2 separate regions of the Rattus norvegicus genome follow, and region 1 is linked to region 2. The links are chromatin contacts, called in public Hi-C maps. All regions are on one chromosome and are shown on one strand. Each heading gives the region's core, a stretch centred on a gene start, on an enhancer-like site or on the middle of the called end of the contact. The rest is flanking DNA. Distances are from core to core; before and after follow the strand shown. Region 1 overlaps LOC120095638 (a long non-coding RNA gene). Region 2 has its middle 49 kb from the start of Vps26c.

Evidence for each region. Hi-C and Micro-C count contacts between places; a contact is called where the count stands out from the background.
Region 1: a contact with region 2 is called in a Hi-C map of psoas muscle, with 2.0 times the contacts expected there. The contact joins two enhancer-like sites. A contact is called at or near these places in 3 of 12 Hi-C or Micro-C datasets (liver and psoas muscle) and 1 of 1 datasets of contacts at active chromatin or transcription factors (oligodendrocytes).

The regions. Positions count from the first base shown.
Region 1 is chr11:47,501,744-47,505,079 of GRCr8, reverse strand. All of the region lies in intron 2 of LOC120095638 (a long non-coding RNA gene), which reads right to left. Among named protein-coding and RNA genes, the nearest start is that of Dyrk1a, 120 kb to the right of the region's middle. Within about 2 kb of position 1,494, at least 9 of the 93 cell types and tissues checked have an H3K27ac peak or open chromatin away from gene starts, as enhancers often do.
Region 2 is chr11:47,260,363-47,263,695 of GRCr8, reverse strand. No RefSeq gene overlaps it. Among named protein-coding and RNA genes, the nearest start is that of Vps26c, 49 kb to the left of the region's middle. Within about 2 kb of position 1,480, at least 41 of the 93 cell types and tissues checked have an H3K27ac peak or open chromatin away from gene starts, as enhancers often do.

The sequences.
Region 1 (3,336 bases), core at 245-2,744, 240 kb before region 2:
GCCATCAGGGGAACGCAAATCAAAGCTGACTTCAGGTTTATGTCTCTCTCCCGTCAGAATGGCTAAAATCAGGGAAGGCAATAACATTAAATGCTGCTGGAGCTATGGAGGAAGAGGCCGGGCGCAGAGTGGGTAAAGGGTTAAGCTGGTGCACCCGCTGTGGAATCAGTGTGAAGCGTCCTCAAAAAGCTAAAAATAGAACTACCACATGACCCGCTGCCACCCCTGGGCAGACACCCAGAGCATGCATGCCCTGTCTCGGAGACACTTGCACAAAGTTTAGCTCTGCACTAGTCACAAGTAAGGAAGTAGAGCCAGCCGCGGTGTCTACCTTAGTTACAACACCATGCAAAAAAAAAAAAAAAGATTCCAGAGGGAAAGTTTCCTCTCCCCGAAGTTCAGTTCAAGGAGGGTCCATAGGCAGGGAGCCACAGCAGCAAGAGCTCGAGGCATCTGGTCACAGGGCACCCACAGTCCGGAAACGGAAGAAGGAACATCTAATATTGTTCTCCATTTAATACAGTCCAATCTCCTCTGCCTAGGGAACGGTCTCACCCACAGTTAAAATGTGGGCTTCGCTCTCTGTGTGAGCGTAATCAAGAATCCCCTCAGGTGCACGCAGAGACCCATCTCCCAGGTGATCGCTGAGTCAGTCAGCCCTAGGTATGCTTTCTCTTGATCTGCGATCTGCGCCTGTCTTTACCTCTCTCTCCTCTCCTCTCCTCTCCTCTCCTCTCCTCTCCTCTCCTCTCCTCTCCTCTCCTCTCCTCTCCTCTCCTCTCCTCTCCTCTCCTCTCCTCTCCTCTCCTCTCCTCTCCTCTCCTCTCCCCTCCCCTCCCCTCCCTCCTCTCCCCTCTCTCCTCTCCCACCCGCTTTCCTGCTAAACCCCAGCCCATGCTGTGTGTGCCTTTCCCAAAAGACAGCAGGGCCCTATGGAAGGCACAGCCAGCGGGCTCTGGGTGGGAGTTCCAGAAGCATCGCAGGCCTTCTATGGGGCCGCACCTCCTGAAAGTACCAGAGCCCCTCACCAGTGCCCTCACCAGTGCTCCAGGCTGGTGCTAAAGCCTTTAACTTCTGAGCGTTTGAGAGTCAAACCAAAACACACAGACATTTACACCAGAGGGGCAGGAGTGCTTTGAATAAAATAAAGGATAGGACACCGGCGTCGAGAACACAACGTTAGAGCATGGTAGGGTGGTTGCCCAGCATGACCCATCCAACCTATCTACCACACACACCATCCCTGGCTCACCCACTAACCTATCTACCACACCATCACTGCTCCATCTTCCCCAGAACCCAGAATCACTGCGGGTCTCCCTTCCCATCTCATCCACTCCAGATGTTGGCAACAGTAACAGTTCAGCTGTCCACAAACACCCGTCAGCTGTGCACTAAACATGCCTGGGCCTGCTCCAAAGATAGTCACAGCATACGGCGTCAGCTGCTGAGAACGACGTATCTCAGTTCTGAGAGCCCGGGAGCTTCAGAGCGCGCGTCCACAGATCCATCCTGGGGCCTCGCCTCTCTATATAAGGCTGTGCAGCTAAGAACACATTCAGGCCTACAGAGTCATCCGCAGGATTTGACGTTGCTATCTTTAGAAGCAGCACGCCGAATCCACCTGTGGTTATCTTTTGTCAGTGCCCTGGCCTTATAAAGACACACACACATGGCCACGCCACTCAGACCGAAGGAATTCAGACGTATCCCCTCAGAGCTCTGAAAATAATATTCCCCATTTAGGGACTGCAGGGGAGGGGGGAGGCTCGGAGCTCAGCTCCACTTGTTAAGATGCTGCGTGCGCGCGCGCGTGCGCGCGCGCGTGCGCGTGCACACACACACACACACACACACACACACACACACACACACACACACACACAAATCAAGGAGTTATGTACGATAGCAAATGCAGATTCCCTACATTCCTCCGCCCAGAAATCTAAACCCATGAGGCCCATCAGAAGAGGGCCTGGGATGCCGTACTTCACAGGCCTCTGCAGCTGCCGGTGCTTGGTGGCCCACAGAGCACACTTTAATAACCTCAGACATTAGTGTGTGAAGATGCTGCCTCCCGAAGTGGAGAGGACATAGGCAGCCGTCTGAAGGCTCCTAATGAAAGGAAGTAGATAGGATGCTTGGGAAGCAAGGGCTTATGTCAGGCCAACTTTCCTGGTAGACTGAGTCCATCATTATTTTAGCTCTTATTTCCAACACGCCTATCAAAAGTCCCCGGATCAGACAGCTGCCACTAAGGTCAGAGAAGCTTCCTCTTGCAGCAGATGGTGACTAATACACCACCGGGCAGTGTGCGGAGAGGGAGAGACCAGAGCACTCCGCCCTAACTGGGATGTCTTCATCAGACTCCTTTCCCTCAAAGCCCAGGGATCTACTCAGAGGAAAAGACAGAAAGAGTGGAAGAGCAAGAGGCTGACTCCCAAAAAACCAGCATCTTCCAGACACAGCAGAACCGATGCACATGTGAACTCAGACAGCACAGTTCACGGAAACCCTGCACAGGAGTCAAGCCAGACCGGGTCCCAACACTAAGAGGGGAAGTGAACCCAAGTCCCGCCCCTGAGCTGAAAGCCCCGCCCCTGAGCCGAAAGCCCCGCCCTGACCAGGAAGCTATCTCAAGTGATAGGTGTTGAGAAGGGTCCTCAAGGGGTTGGGGATTTAGCTCAGTGGTAGAGCGCTTGCCTAGCAAATGCAAAGCCCTGGATTTGGTCCCCAGCTCTGGGGGGGAGGGGGGTAGGAAGGGGTCCTCAAAGGAGTGACAGTGGCTACATCAACCACACTCCAGGGCAGACCCCTTGCCTAGGAGTACTTGGCCAAGGCAAAACAGACTTCCATGTTTTATGTGTTGAATATTGTTGTTTGGGTATTTTTTCCTTATTGGGTTGTTTTTTTTTTTTTTTTGAGGGGGAGGGGATTTTGTTTTGTTTTGTTTTTTACTTTTTTTGTATGTTGTTTTACTTGGGTGGGGTTATTTTTTTTTTTCTTTTATTTTGGAGCTGGGGACAGAACCCAGGGCCTTGAGCTTGCTAGGCAAGCACTCTACCACTGAGCTAAATCCCCAACCCCAGGGTTATTTTTAAAGAAAGAGAAAACATGCGGTTGGTTGGGTGGGAGGTGGAGAGGATCTGGGAGAAGTTGAGGGAGAGGAATAAAGTAATCAAAATATACTGTATAAAAGTTTTAATAATTGTTTTTAATTCCCTAGAGCAGTGGTTCTCAACTTTCCCAACCCTGCGGCCCTTTAATACAGTCCCTTGCATTGTGTGACCCCCAATCATAAAGTTATTTTCGTTGCTACTTTATAACTGTAGTTTT
Region 2 (3,333 bases), core at 231-2,730:
GAGTGTCTAAGGAGAGAAGTTGATTTGGGCTTGGAGGGGAGCAGCAGTCAGAAGATGAATGGTCAGAGCAGTGAGTGAGTTTGCTCAGTATGTGCAAGCCTGAACTCAGGTATTACTTCGGGGAAGTTATTTAAACTTTGAGGTTTGTTTCTGCATCTGTTAAATGGGTATGAAAAGGGCACTTAAATGCCATGACACTTGAAAACAGTGGGTTTAATATTCCCAAAGTTTCAGTTAAAATGATGCTGGAAGACGGGCAGACCGAGTCTGGTACTGTGAGAAAAGCCAGATGAGGGCCAGGCTCACTAGGCTCACTGGATGTGAAGGCCACCAGTTTTGTGTTATGTGGTTTCTATCCTATGTCATCTGTGTACTTTGGGATGTTTGCTGAGCAGCTATGAGCAAGGCACGCATTTTCATCACCCACAAGCTTGAACGATGAGATGGGCTGTGAAGGTCCCACACTGAAAGGACAGTGTGGTAGGAGGGGGCCTGGCTGCTGAGTAGGCACTGGCTATGTTCAGAAAGAGCAGTGTGTGGGGGCAAATAGGAGCAGGCAGCTGTGAGTGCAGGGCAGACCAACTGTGCCAGCCCAGAAGACAAGAACTGAAAGGGAAAGGACTGGAAGCATGAGTTCAGAGGGCTGGTAAGAGCAATAGTGTGTTAGGTATATTCTTTGCTTAGCTGTTAGGTTCCTTGAGTGTAAGGTCACGTGTACTAACATTTAAGAAGAGCTCTGTGGAACTGCTTCATTGCTGGTGTTAGGCCGCTGTGCTCTAGCACCTCACTCTGTCCCTAACAACAGCTCCCACTTCTAAAGAACTCACTAAATACACCAGCAGGTTTTGCTGTGCTAGCAGCTTCCCTCATGACCCCAAGTCTGCCCACTCTCATCACCTCCACTCCCTCCTCCCTTCTTCCTAGCTGCTATCAAGGGCTGATTCCTGGGCCTCTGTCCAAAGCTGAAACCCTACCTCACCTACTGCCCCCACCCCCTCTTCTCCCCTTCCTGGTTCCATTCTTCTCTGGATTACCAGGATCATATCACGTGTTTTACCGTCCTACTTGACGTCAGCCTCTGCTATTGTAATGCTCTTGTCTATTCTGTTGTAACTGGGGTACTAGAACTGTGGCATATTTGATGGTTGAATGAATAATGGCAGGTCAATATTATGTAGCCATCATGGAGTCCAGGGCCACTTGGTTTGCTCTGGGAGGGTGGGGGGAGTGGGCAGCTGGGTATTCCAAAGCCCCTGCAAGGCACATGCAAGGCAGAGGAACCAGGACCTGTCAGATGTACAGTGGTTAGAGGACACTGTCCCTCAGTGCCTGAAAGCCCAGGAAGTGGGAAGGGCTTGGCTTCAGTTTTCTGTCTGGCAGGTTAGTGACTGTGGTAGTTGTGCCTCTGGAAGCAAAGCAATGCAGCCTCCCCAGAGGCTAGAAGAAAGCTGGAGTCCTGCTGGCGCTGGGTGGCAGCCAGCGTCTGGAAGTACAATGCCCATCTGTTTCACTGCCTTCTCTTTTCAGAGGCTGCTGGCTCACCCCACTGGAATGGGGTGGCACTTCAGGACACGAAACTTGGAGCTGGTGGCAGATTTCTTGGAACTGGTGGCAGGAAGATCTAAATTAAGACTGTTCTATCACAACAAATAAATAGAAGCTGAAATAGAGACTAAAGGAATTCAGCAGAATGCCTTCATACATAATTTCTTAAATACAGAGGAAGACCTCAGGAAGCAGACTGGTATTTATTCAATAGAGCCTCAAGGTATTTGCTGAAAACAATGACACTATTTGACACAAAAGCACAAGCTTCTCTTTTTGAAGCACCCTGTGCCATAGATGATGGCAATTTCCACTCTGCTTGGAAGGTTCTTGACAAGGCCCCAGGCCTGGCCCATTACCTGCTCAGGGGACAAGACGAGTTACTCCAGCATGGGGTCAGCATCATGTACTCACACAGAAGCTTCCTGCTTCATGCCAAGATGCAGAGGCTCCCTAGAACTCTGAAGAGCCCATCTCAACAAGGCTGTGTCCCTAGCTCAGAGACTAGTGGACCCTGTCCTTTCATGGCCAGCAAGGGTGAGGTTCCTAGCCAGAGGGTGCTGGAAAGAAGTTCATTCAGCAGAAAATCATCTAAGCAGTGCCGGGAGACCTTACTATTTTAAATGTGAAAGGCCTATCAAACCAGCTGTGTCTCCTTCAGGCAGGCAAGGCCCTGAGGTTCTCTGGTTATTTCTGATGATTCTGCACTCCCAACGTGATAGACACCTCTGAACATAGAACTCACTGTGTAGTATCCATGTAACAACCTGAAGACTGGTTTACAGAACCTCTGAAAACATACTAAGTGACCTTGTTGGTTAGGTCAGATGGAGTGGACTCCAGGGCGCCAGACCTTCACCCTCACAAAGGTAGATGATACTCAAGTCTATGTATCCAGCAAGCTCAGGAAAATGTACAGCATCATCCTGGAAAGGTTTTATCTTGAATCGGGATGTGTATGAACCACCTGTGTGCTTGTGGAATCGCTGTTCTGTCTTTGTCTCTTCTACTACATGGCTTGTCTTTTCACTTTTCAGGAGCTCAACCCTGAAGTAGGATCCAACTTTATCGTTTTCCAAGAAACCTGTTGTCTTGAAGGAAAACATTATCTTACCGTTCATATTTAGGACTGGTTCATCTGGAATTAGCATGTCTGTACTGTGATAGGTTAAAGATTTCCAGGGGGCTAGCCAACATTATTATTTTTTAAAAAATATTTATTATTTTTATGAGTGCACTGTCGCTGTCTTCAGACACACCAGAAGAAGGCATCAGGCCTCATTACAGATGGTTGTGAACTACTGTGTGGTTGCTGGGACTTGAACTCAGGACCTCTGGAAGAGCAGTCGGTGCTCTTAACCACTGAGCCATCTCTCCAGCCCCATTCCTCTTCTTCTTCTTTTTTTTTTTTTTTTTTTTTTTTGGTTCTTTTTTTCGGAGCTGGGGACCGAACCCAGGGGCTTGCGCTTCCTAGGCAAGCGCTCTACCACTGAGCTAAATTCCCAACCCCCCATTATTATTATTCTTAATGTAGCCAAAAATCTTTTTCTGATGTGGTGTTAACCAGTATGCCTTGACCAACAGTCCACTCAGTGGGATTTTTTTTTCAGTTGACTAGAATTTCCATACTTTTGCTATTTTGTTTTTTCTCTTTAAAGCAAGGAACAGTGAAACCATGTAAGCAGAGGCAGGATGACGAATAGCTCCAACTCTAAGCCAAGGAGTGACCAGTCTTGCTTGGGCCCTTCTAAGGCAGCGGTGCACATGCCTTATTCTGAACAAGTAAAC